2 separate regions of the Sparus aurata genome follow, and region 1 is linked to region 2. Evidence: chromatin contacts called from public Hi-C data. All regions are on one chromosome and are shown on one strand. The core of a region is the stretch at or near the end of the contact, and the rest is flanking DNA. Distances in the headings are between cores, read along the strand shown. Region 1 holds the start of ctdp1 (CTD (carboxy-terminal domain, RNA polymerase II, polypeptide A) phosphatase, subunit 1). Region 2 holds the start of slc66a2 (solute carrier family 66 member 2).

What was found. A called contact is a pair of places that touch in the nucleus more often than the background predicts.
Region 1: a contact with region 2 is called in a Hi-C map of an unstated tissue, with 9 times the contacts expected there. The contact joins the promoter of ctdp1 here to the promoter of slc66a2 in region 2. A contact is called at or near these places in 2 of 2 Hi-C or Micro-C datasets (skeletal muscle and an unstated tissue).

Annotation. Positions count from the first base shown.
Region 1 is chr3:26,542,226-26,545,715 of fSpaAur1.1, reverse strand. ctdp1 (CTD (carboxy-terminal domain, RNA polymerase II, polypeptide A) phosphatase, subunit 1) reads left to right here and starts at 1,671. Exons shown (of 13, transcript XM_030412508.1): 1 at 1,671-1,969; 2 at 3,169-3,252. The coding sequence starts at 1,671.
Region 2 is chr3:26,359,296-26,362,665 of fSpaAur1.1, reverse strand. It overlaps slc66a2 (solute carrier family 66 member 2), which reads right to left and starts at 1,377. Exons shown (of 4, transcript XM_030412706.1): 1 at 518-1,377. The coding sequence starts at 720.

The sequences.
Region 1 (3,490 bases), core at 422-2,921, 180 kb before region 2:
AATTAAACAATTAAATATTACATGGATTCTATCTGAAAGTTTCTTCTCTTTTGTGATCACTTAAAGGTCTTCTGTAGACCTTTTAAGGCATATAAAAGTACTAAATAATAATAATAATAATAATAATATATCTTTTTTTTGTTTTATATGGTCTATCCACAAAAATTTTTAATTTACCAAGTTAAAAAGTCTTAAAATAGCATTTAATCCTTCCCCCTTACTGAAACATACAGAAAAACTAGTAGATACATGATGCGCACTGGATATCACATTTATGCAATTTAGATGCATATTGCATACATATCATATATCAAATACTGACACAATATTGTCTTTCAAAGTTGTTGGGATGTGCAAATACATGCTCATGTAATTATCATCATCTGAGAATTAAGGCAAGCACAGATAAACACACCCCTGGAGCAGATGCATATAAAACCTTCCAGCAAAACTTCCCAATGTGAGGTAACAACAAGAAACACTCACTGTCCGAAACAGAGAGACAAAAACACTTTTTTAACCAACTTTTGTTGGGACTAATTCAAGAAAGTCCAACCCAGTCCAGGGGTAAATGCCCCTGACAAAGTGGGTGAAATTTCAAGTGAAGTTTGTTAGGTGGGCAGAGATGCATCTTGGTGGTGGACTCTCTGATAGGAGGTACCTAATGATGCGTCACTGGTCATATGGAGTGGTTCGAGGCATGCCCTTGTACTTTTAATGTACTTAATTGTTCAAAATTTGAGCCCCAAAACATGATATGACCTTGAAGGATCAGTAATGTAGGCTGTAACAAGAGTGCCATTGCTTATAATAATGACGCACCTAGTTAGCCTATTACCACTAAAGGTGCCACATGAGATATGTTGAAGTATTATTTCTAAGTTTCATCATCTTACATCACTTAGGTCTCTGTGGGTTCCACGGTCCTCATCTCAAGCTTTATGGAAAGTTGTAGCAAATAAAAAAGGATGGAATAGTCGAAAGTTAAGAGTTCATTCCTAGAGATCGTGATGGCCTCATTTGTTGGGACTCGTATTAAACGATAATGTAGTATAACTAAATGTAAAATTGTTTTTCTTTGCGGCTGTCTCAGGTGCATTGCTGTCAGTGTTACAGAATAACAGCGTATCAAATGAGACAGGTTCAGCCAACGAACCCGGAAACATGAACTGGCCTTCAAAATAAAGGTAGCAAAATAGTTCACTGGCACCCAACAGCTATAGAGTTACTGATCATAACAACAAGCAATCGAACTCAAATCAACCAATGGGATGATTAGATGACGTATATGAAACTGTAGCTTTTTTTTATTTCCTCTTTTCTTTAAAACGTGTTAATAAACCACATGGCACAAGTATTTCTCGAAGGATTTTATTTTGAAAGCAGAGTGGGCGGTGTGTTTTGCTGTAGCAGGCTGCATGGTCCACCGGATGCAGTGGCGACCCGTGTCGCTGCAGTGTTGCGCTTTCCTGTTTACGGGCGGGAAGAGCGAACGTAGCTGACTGTGGAAGCTACTGGGTTTAAATTGGCAGCACATTTGTTTTTAATTTTTCCTTCATGCTACTGGTTTGCACGTTTGAATGATACACGGGGTATTGCGAGGTCTTGTGGATACCTTTTAGGCGGGCCGTTCCTGAAAACTAGAGGGATTTTTTGAGAGTGCGGGACAGATGGAGGATCCTCCTGCAGATTCTGGTGGTGGTGGTGGCGGCGGTGCAGCAGCGGAGGGCCCCGCGGTGCAGGTGGCAGATATCTGCTGGCCGACCGGGGCTCTCCCTCTACGGCTCCTAGAGTGGAAAGTCAAACCCGGGTCTCTAATTAACGTGGACTCCGTGTTAGCACTGTGTGCTCCCATACCTCAGGAGAAGGGGGCAGAGGCTGCCAGGCTGCCAGAGAAGAAGGTGAAATCGGACCGTGCTGGAGTAGTCAAGGAGCTATGCTGTCAACTTGGACAAGTCATACCCCCGGGGTGAGTCAGTCTGCTTGCTATAGCTAACTATGTTCACTGAACCAACCATTGCCGGGAAAGGATACAAGCAGCATGTCAGCTGCAGTTTTGGTACCGCTTTGCCAGCTTCAGACTTAACCCGCAGTGCAACGTTAGCTAGCTAACGAGCTAACATTGCTACATATAGGTGCTAAGTTAACGTTAGCATGTTTGCTAGCAGTACTCAAATCACTCACAGCACTTGCTCGTGTCAAGTCAGTCAAAACAAACAAGGAGACTTTTGGACAGAACTTTCAAAATAAAAGTGCATTTAGTGCGATAATCTGTTTCTGGACCTTTTCGGGTCTCTAAACCAGTTGGAAGTGATAACCAGTTGCAAGCAGAAATTAGGTTAACATTATACGTATTCTTGAATTGTCTCTTGAATGTACATGCAGTCAAGTTTACAGGCTAAACATTTCTTGAGCCTTTATTCTGAAGGCAAAATCACGTGGAGCGCTGTCTCGTTGTGTTTGCCTTGACGCAGCCGCCCCTCGCGTGCACGGAGTGTGTACATGCTGCATAGGCTGACAGGTGGAGGAGTGATCCGAGTCTGCCGAGGTCCCAGTGACTCTTACACGGCCGTCGTTACTCCTGCTTCATCGTGACTGCTTTTTATTTCAGAACAACACTAGATTTATTTGGCAAACAAGCACATATTTGAATTATGACTATAAAGCTTCACTTGTCTTGTTATGTTTTTGGTCTTACAATTGCGCGTCGGTCAAGTGTACCTAACATGAAATACGTTGTATATTTGAATGTTAAGATGGAGTTTTTAATTAAACATATATCATAAATCTAATTGAATTAAAGTTTGTAATGTTTCTAAAGTGAATTATCAACCGTGTGAATTACAAAGCAAAGCGACTGAGTGCATAATGTTCAGCTATTTATTACAGTAGGTACATTCATGCTCGCTGGATTTACAACTTGTTCTCAAAGTAATATCTCAGTGATAACGTTTGTCAGTAAGCAACTTGCTGATATAAAGTATCAAGGCTCACACCTTATCTGTAAGGTAAAAATGCTAAAACATGAAACATCGAATAAACTTCTATAATACCAAGCACTTGCTTGCCACAAAGCAAGCAAGCAAGCAGAAAGATGGAACCACAGTACTATGGCTGGATTACACAAAAGTATTTCCTCTGATGTCTCTTGTCTCTTTTTTTTTCCAGGGGTGTCATCATCAGAATAGAAGAATGCAGCCATCCAATAGTAATGAAGGGTTTATGTGCTGAATGTGGCCAGGACCTGACTCAGTAAGGAAATGCAAACACTTTGAATTTTATTTTTTAAACTTTTTTTGTTTGCTTGTTTATTACACATGATGTATTTGACACTTTTGCTCACACATTGACCTTAACACTGTACTGATTAAAGAACGACCCGACTAAATGAATGTAAAAGTTGATGCTTACAGTATCATACTGTCATTTGGTAATCAAAAATTTTTAGAGCTGACTAGAATTTGTCTTTGCAAGGATGTGACATTCATGT
Region 2 (3,370 bases), core at 128-2,627:
AAATCTACTCAGTTTGATGTCTTAAAAGTAGCTTTACTAGGACGGAGTTCGGTTTGTACTTGCAGCGAACAGTTTTCAGAACTCCTGTGTGTCACATCTCTTGACTTTGCAAGTGTGTTTAGTACTGCAGTTTTACTTTAAGATGAATTATATACCTTTCATGAAAACATAGCAACCAGTGTTTAATCTGCTTACATTGAAACAGATTATAGCTGTTATTCTGTGAACTTATAGTGGGGGTAAATTGTGTTTGGAGTTCACTTTTTGGTCATAAATTGAGTCCACCACCTCAGCAGGAGGACACCAATGAGAACTAAATCTTCAGTTTCAAGGCAATGGAAGCTCCTATGATGTTTTCCTTTCAGCCGAATTTCAAAGAATATCCTGCTGATTATTGAACATTTCATTACTTGTTACATAATATATCCAATTTGGCTCTAAAGCAAAAGAGTATTAAATTGAGTGATTTCCAAATGGAGTTTTGTTATAATACAAACGAGAGGGAATAACTGGTTACCTGAAGAGTATCCTCAGGATGTTTGCCACCAGGAGAACCAGGCACACATAGGTGGAGAAGCCCTCGGCGTTCTGTGTCCTGCGGATGTCTCTGTACTGGGGGATGTAGGGCACCACCCCACCAAACACCATGGCACCAGCAGCCACCCACGACACCAGGCTGTTAAACACAGCCACCATCTGTTCGAACAGCTCATCATCCATGTTGAGCAGCTCAGCAGTCCAACACCTGGCCAAGAAGTTGTGAAGTGATGTCAGCTGGCTGTCACTGCCTCAGTGGAGACTACGATGAGGTGTTTCTCCTCTGCTGGATCCTTGGAACGAGTTTGACAGCGTAACAAAACAAACATCCGTGAGTTTCGTGCATAATCCCCCACACGGACAAAGAAGGCAGCTACTGCCACGCCATCACAAGCTGAGCAGTGAATCCGACACTACGACCCCGGGGGGCTAATGATACAGTAACATCGGAGAACAGTCCGAACAGTGAGAACATCAATGTGTTAGCTACGGTGCCAGCGGAACAACAATGCTTACAACAGGAAGCGGCGGTATTCGCTGTGAAGGAGACGACCGCAGATGCTTATCTGCTCAAAACATCCCGATTCTCTGATTCAACTCTTCTGTTGATGCTAGCTGGCGCTGTTTTGAAAAGCTGCGCCGAACTCACGAGAAGAAACTCTCAGTTTTCCTGAAATAGCATAGAAAGCCCTTGAACTCTTCAGGAAAATTAAAACAAACCGCATTTTTGTTGCCCAGAGTTCCTATAGCATAATAGTTTGTTCAGCAAGTGGCCCATATACAGTGTATTTCTGTTATATGGTCGAGCCCACACTTCCTGAAACGTCACACGTCACGCGTTACGACAAAGATGTTTGACTTAGTCAAGATAGTTCACACACCATCTAAAACTGTCGTGTAGGACAGGGATTTCTGAACTTACAGTCTGACTGTACCAGCAGTTTGGAAAATGATGGAGAGCAAAAGGTTATTTCTTAAAAAAAATAAAACAAATGTCATCAGTGATACACATGATTAAATATGTGCATAAATGTACAACAAGTAATCTTCTAACTTGCTAGGAAACAGGCTCAATGTAATACTGATGCCTGTATATAACATCAGGACTATCAGGAAGAATATTGGCTATTTATATTCCTATTCTGAATGATGGTCAGTTGGTGATATTCATTTGTATGGGGACCATGTACAATATTAATCACAAATGTTGCCATTGGCAGGTCATATATTATAATACCTGCACTAAAAAAGGGCACACATCTGTATGGATAAAACACCCTTCAAGTAATTCAAAGTCACATTTATAGATTTTACAATTATTTTGCTTTTCTAAAATAAAGTTAATACTTTCCAACCAGTTAATGTTGGTTTCTATCCAGGGGCCCCAGTCCTGCAAGTGGCCTATACCTATTTTTTATTTTTTTCCTGGCACTGCTCTTCTAAATGAATCCAACCCCGCTACAGGCAATGAAAATTGCTTTGAATGAGGAATCTCACTCTGCCTGTTCTTGCTCTTACAGCTGAGCTACACCTTGTTGAATATTTCATGCAACCTGGTTTATTTAAGTTGACTTATTGCTTTGCACACCACAGCAGATGCATACAAATAACACGAGCGCTGCAGTTCAAATTGAGATGCCTTTTTTTTACTGTGTTAAGGATTTTAACATATTCAGCGGGAGTGAATTCAGACTGTCACTGACACAAAATCCAGATTATAAAGATTTAAAAAGGCTTAATGAAAGTTATATAACCCTCAGAGCAGACCACCTCTCATCTGTCAGCTGTCACTTTGATCCAGGATAATCTCTTACATAAAAAACAGAGCTTCAGTTTGGAGGGGAGACACACACACACAGAGACCTGCCTGACGGGATCAACCAGTTTACAAAGAGTTAATAAAACGCTCTGCCCATATGCTTCCATGCATACAGATCCGCGCGGATGTCAAAGTCAAGCCCGCCAAAGTAAGTCAGCACGGGACCGGATATTCCATAACAGTTACCTTCACAATAAAAGCGTTAAAGATGAAGCTTGCAGGAAGCGTGTCATGTGGTGTTGCAGAGGAATCGAATACTGGATTTGATTTAGTCTTTGACATTTCGTGTCAAGGTCACTTCACGTTTTGCATTAGGGTTTTCCGGCCTTAAGATATACATCAAATAAAGCACATTTGATATGAATTGTAATTATACATTTTTCACGTGAAAACTCTATGAAACTCTCGAGGTGCCAGTCATTTTCCTTTGCTGAAATGTTCTAGTTGTATGATGAGTTTTTTCAGCTCGTTTTGAATTAAGCCCTTATATATTGTAGAAATTAATATATAAGCTGACACGGACATGTGTGTTATCACCAAGCACTGCCTCACCAAAGCAAAAAAAAATATGCAGCAATGCGTTATCATGTGGCCTTTATTTTGAAATGATGGACAAGAGCGGAAGTCGTTATTGTTTTCATTCCCTCGACTCAACTCGCCGCGAAGTTATGGGAGTCACAGCTAACGTTCCGGAGGGGAAGCCCAGTTGGGATTTTTATTGCCGTGGTCCCGTCTCAGTCACACTAAACAAACAGCATTATTCAGATTGTTTGGCCGAGGTTTATTCTCTCATTCTTATCTGTGTGTTCCTGAAGAAACGATGTCAAAAACAGACAGCAAAGCAGCTGCAGACATGACAGAGGCGGTAAGTTTGTCCGGGGTGAGCCGACGTTCTGTACTGTCAGATACTTGTTTTTTTGACGGATTTCTCTCCCTTCAGATGGAGAAGACGATGGAGAGACTACAGGGACGATTCCAAGCGGTGTCTGAACAGCTGGAGTCCAAAAATATCCT